2 separate regions of the Gossypium hirsutum genome follow, and region 1 is linked to region 2. The links are chromatin contacts, called in public Hi-C maps. All regions are on one chromosome and are shown on one strand. The core of a region is the stretch at or near the end of the contact, and the rest is flanking DNA. Distances in the headings are between cores, read along the strand shown.

Region 1 (2,700 bases), core at 108-2,607, 980 kb after region 2:
TCCATTCTACAAGAACAAAATGCACGTCATCAATAAGGGAAAATAAACAAGAGAATGAATGTCATAGATAGGCAACTGTTGCTGCATACGAATAGAGCCCAACAATTACAGTGTGAAATCATACTGACAGGAAAAAAAACACAAAAAAATATAATAACGAAATGAGTTAAGTGCATGGCGATCTCAAAGAACCTCAATATACAAAGAGACAGGTTTAATCCATTGGAAGATGTACAAAATTAACAATAAAAACAGAGCATTTTGATATACAGTAATAGAATGGCAAAAATTAAAATGAGGAGAGGGAGCGAAAAGAAAAGAAATCTGAACCGACCTGAAAACACAACACTTGATTCAAAATTGCAAAAGTCTACACAGCTAGGGACACAACAAACTTAAGAGACAAGTATTAGCTTGGAAGAAGATTCCACATCAATAAACTTTAAAGGAAGACCAAAAACCAAACCGAAAAAACACTTCAAAAGTGTTGGTCCGGTAACACGTAGGTACTAAAAAACATAAAACAGAGCCACGCATGATATTTGACACAAACCACTGAGATTGGAAGCACACCAAGAATGGACATAGAGATTAGAGAACATAGACAACATAATATCTGAGATAAAGGGTTCTTACACATTTCCAGTTACCCCCAACAAAGAACTGCAAGTAAAAGGAAAAAGATTCATTAATAAACACCGAGAAAGAGGAAAAAAGGACTATTATTAAATCTACTACCGCAGAAGTCAAACTGCATTTAGAAGCACCTAAGGAGAAAGAAACTAAATAGTTTATCCCACCCTTTCTAGTTTCAATAGCAATCCATCTATATTACATTTAACTCCTCAAATTGCTGTCACGAGTCAATCAAACACCAATTCAGTTGAAAAATGACTGAAAAAATCATTGTTTACCGTTTCAACTAAAACATCATAGGAGTCTTCTTATACGTTATACATTTAATTTCCTGAAAACGGAAGAAAGATTTACATAAAAAAAAATAGTGGAGGATACCTTCCCAGAGCCGGACATGGCAATAACAGCTCTGCAAGGTTTGGGAGAAGAAGGGAGACGGGCTTGAGAGCTGAAGTGTTGAAGGAAAGATTGACATGGTGCATTGTGTAAGTTGGGAGATGATCGGCGAAGCCCACTGAAGTGAGGGCAATATGTAGATACCATTGACATATCTAATCGGAGCTGTTTCTTGAGTTCTTCGGTGGTGCTGGGTGTAGGTGAGGCGAGGAACTTTTGCTGGGTTTAATTGTATGTGTTAAAGTCGCAGGGTTGTCAAGAATGGAGATAATATGCACTCACGCGCCTTCCATAGTGTCAAAGGCACGCTCCAGCAGGAGGTTGTTGGTATGGGGCTAGTTTTTAAAAATGTTAATTTATTCAAATATGTTAGAAAAAAAATTGAGAAAGTAGGTTGATTTTGTAAAATTTTAATGATCTATGTTATTTTTTTCTTTGTAAACACGTATTATAAGGAGCTTTTTCAGTGTCGCATTAGTGAAAATTTGTCATGTAAGATGTGTTTGAGAAAAGAAAAAAATGCCTCTTAAATTATTATTTTTTTTGGTTGAAATTTAAAAGTTTGCAAATTTATTTTTGTCCGTGTTTAAGATAGACTTGGTTATAGTTTTAAAGAATGTTTGAATTTACAGTAGTGTCGAAGAGCTGAGTGACCTACAAATTTCATTTGCCATGTGAGTATGGAGCCATCACTCGGGAAGTCAGATCACTTTACAACTCAAAGTTCCAGTTGACAGTGATTATACGGTCTGAGGTTGAAGCGTAACTAAGGCTTCAAGTTTACAAAGGTTATGCTGTATTGGGGTGACCCCATTATTATAACCTGTGACAACATTGGGGTGTAACAAGTTATACTAACAAAGTCACTACCTTTGGTGCCGCATACTATATGTTTTTCCTCGCACTTATGTTTTGAGTTTTATAAAGAAGCATACTCTTTTGATGAGAAGACTCGTTGTTGTGCCCGCATTAGCACAATTAACTACGACCTCTTTATGCTCCATCCCTTGACAGCATAACCTTTGTAAGCTTGAAGCCTTAGTTACACTTCAAACCGAGACGGTATAATCACCACAAACTTGAACCTCGAGTTGCAAAGTGTTCTTGGACGATGGCGTCATACTCACACAACAGGTAAATTTGTAGGGTACCAAGCTCCACGGCACCACTATGAACCCAAACACAACTTAAAACTATAACTACTTCTCCCTCAAAGCGAGAGAGAAAATAAATCTTTAAACTTGAGTATTTCAACACGCAACAAGAAGAAGAAACAATTTAGAGGAGATTGAGATGTGGTGAGTAGAGGATGAAGAATGATTGTTTATATAAGGGATGGGCGGGGTGTAAAAGGAAAAAAATTTATCTCAGGAATCCTAAGTTTTAGGGCTCAAAAACAATAAACGTTTCTCTCTGGCCATTTCAACCACAAAATTTAATTGCTTCTGAGCCCCTACAACCTGGGATTCCCGGGATAAACTTGATCAAGTAAAATATAGAAATCACATATGTAGAATTCACACGCCAAAGTTAATATTAATTATTGAAGTGTAGAAGAGCTAATTAAAACACTAACTCATTGGAACAACGGAAATGTACAAGTGTATACAATCGCAATAAGTCATAAAGTAACAAGTAAATGTCGAGTTATCGTACCCATAGGGATTG
Region 2 (2,700 bases), core at 179-2,678:
AGGTGAATTAATTAATGTTGAATTAATCGATTTGTGAAACATAAGAAAAAATCTATTTATTTAAAATTTTGGTGGCTCAATAAAATATTACAGTAAAATTAGAGTTATAAAAGTAAATATTGTAAAATTTAAGGGATAATATTGTATAGAGTTTAAATCATTTAAGACTCTCATTTTGTAGATAGACACTAACTTCAGTTATTGATATAACTCAATCTGTATCGTTGGATTTGAGGGAACTTGATCATAAATAGGGATATTTACTTCATTTGTAATAATTTCATTCATAGTTATTGAATATATTTGAGAGCATTTACTTAAACATTTTATTTGCATTATTTTTTTGTGGCTTTTTAGTTTTTTTGTTGCTCATTCGCTTTAAGTTTGTTTCCGCTTTATTTCGATATTTTGGAGAAAAATTTTGAAAGTAAGTCTAATTTAAACAAATTTGAAAATAATAAATTGCCAATACCATACGAGTTATGAGACTAAAAATCTAATCTCGTAAAATAAACACATGATTGAAGGTGAAATTTAATAGAATGTTTTAAGTTCAAGAAGAAATTAATCTATTTAGTATAAAAGTGACGATTTAATTTTGAAGCAAGTAAAGTGATTTTTTAAAGATAAAGTAAAGAGATATCTTAAACGCTGATATCCTTGGACGCTAAAAACTACTTATTTATCATGTTTTAAATTGCATTATTATGGTTATAGTTTAAAAAAATAAAAAAATAATTTATATAGATCATAAAACCAACTTTATCCAAAAATTATCACAGTTGATAAGTAACTATGTAAAATTAAAATTGCTTGATTTTATAATAAAATCTACTTTTTTGCTAAATTTATAGTACAGGGATCCGTTCAAACTTTACCATTATTACTTGGTCTCTTATAAAACTTCAGGGGTAACTGGTAAAAGTAAAACAAGTAGTGGTAGGGTTGAAGTAAGATTGAGATTTTACTTCTGTTTTAGTTAATTAAAAGGGCAAAGACGGAAAAAAGAAACTTGGAAATAAATGGGCAAGTAATAAAACAAAGGAAGAGTAACTGAACATTTGTTCGTGCTGATTCATACGTTTGACCTCCTTATAGTCGTAGAACCCTGAGTTTGTAAACAAGATGGAAGGTTTCCCCCATCCGCAGCCAAAGAGCGTGGCAATCACTTTCGAACCAAGATCCCAAAACGGTCGGCGGTGTTCACGCGCCGGAATTACGTTGATTAATTTCTTTTTAAACAATAGCAAAACTGAATTACAGAAAAATAACCGAAGTTAGTTGTTTTACTTGCAACAAATTTAACCGCTTTCAAAACAAACCCACAAGCATTTTTCTTTCACCTGCACCAATTAATAAATATATAAGAGATGATAAGGTAAATCCATTTCTTTTTACCTCTCTTAGCTACCTCTTTCATATGTCTTCTTCAAGTTCAGGTAAAAAAAAAAGAAGGGATAAAAACAGTGCTCAGAGTTTTTTTTTCCCTTGATTTCATCAGTATTAAACCCGATGACGAAACAGAGGATCTGGGTCAACGGAGTTTGACCGTAGAAACTATTACTGTCCAGGGTTAAGAATGTAATTAAGCGTACCAAACAGGTGTTTCACTGTTTATTTAATATTTTTATTTGATTCGGTTCTGTCCTCGTTGTTGTTTTTATTTGATCTCTTCCTTTTAAGGCTTTGTTTGTGTCTCCCCATTCTTTTATATAAGGTTCCAGTTTTTATGTCTCTCGAGCCGCTAAGGGAAAGAAAAGAAGATCGAGAAAGTAAAAGGCTGATGATGAATGCACAGATTTTAAGATCATCTGGGTAGATTGATTTCCGATGTAGTGATAGAGAACGAGAGAGAAATGAGAACAAGGAGAGGGATTTCTTACCCCAGAGCCCATGTTTGTTTAGATGACATAGTTTTTGAAAGGAGGGATTTCGCCGGTGATAATATGGCTTGCCGGAAACGGCGAAGACTCTCGCCGGGTATTGCCGGAAAGAGAGATTTCTTTGATGTTTTGCCCGATGATCTTGTCATTTCTATTCTCTCCAAACTAAGCTCTACCGCGGCTTGCCCTTCCGATTTCGCCAACGTTTTGATTGTGTACGTCGACTTGCTTGTTTCTGAGGGGAAAGTTTGGGTTTTATTCATTTATTTTTCTTACTAATTTTTATTTATTTGTTTGTTAAACAGATGCAAGAGATTGAATAGTTTAGCAGTTCGTCCTCTGGTATTGTCCAAAGCCTCTCCAAAAATGTTTGCCATTAAAGCCAAAAGCTGGTCGGAGTCAGCTCACAGGTTCTTGAAGAACTGCGCTGATGCCGGAAATGCTGAAGCTTGTTACACGCTCGGCATGGTGAATTTCTGAAAAAGAATATATTTTTATTTTACTGCCCGATACTTTTTTTTTGGTTACTAAAATTTATTAAGTTTATATACTTTTTTTTTGGTTACTAAAATTTATTAAGTTTATATTCAAGAACAATAATATAAACATTCTCTAACGAGTTAACTGTTATGATTTGCAACAGATTCTTTTCTACTGCTTAGAAAATCGAGGGAGTGGAGCCTCTCTTATGGCTAAGGCGGCGATTAGCTCCCACGCGCCAGCGCTTTACTCCTTAGCTGTGATTCAATTCAATGGCAGCGGCGGTTCCAAAAACGACAAGGATCTTAGAGCCGGTGTGGCCTTGTGCGCTCGTGCT

Evidence for each region. A called contact is a pair of places that touch in the nucleus more often than the background predicts.
Region 1: a Hi-C map of leaf shows a contact between it and region 2, with 1.9 times the contacts expected there. The contact joins the promoter of LOC107916706 here to the promoter of LOC107894983 in region 2. A contact is called at or near these places in 3 of 34 Hi-C or Micro-C datasets (all in leaf).

Annotation. Positions count from the first base shown.
Region 1 is chrA01:104,147,248-104,149,947 of Gossypium_hirsutum_v2.1, forward strand. It overlaps LOC107916706 (triosephosphate isomerase, chloroplastic), which reads right to left and starts at 1,358. Exons shown (of 9, transcript XM_016846056.2): 1 at 1,015-1,358; 2 at 637-663; 3 at 1-6. The coding sequence starts at 1,185.
Region 2 is chrA01:103,164,221-103,166,920 of Gossypium_hirsutum_v2.1, forward strand. LOC107894983 (F-box protein At1g67340) reads left to right here and starts at 1,429. Exons shown (of 4, transcript XM_041112087.1): 1 at 1,429-1,602; 2 at 1,718-2,098; 3 at 2,189-2,351; 4 at 2,527-2,700. The coding sequence starts at 1,857.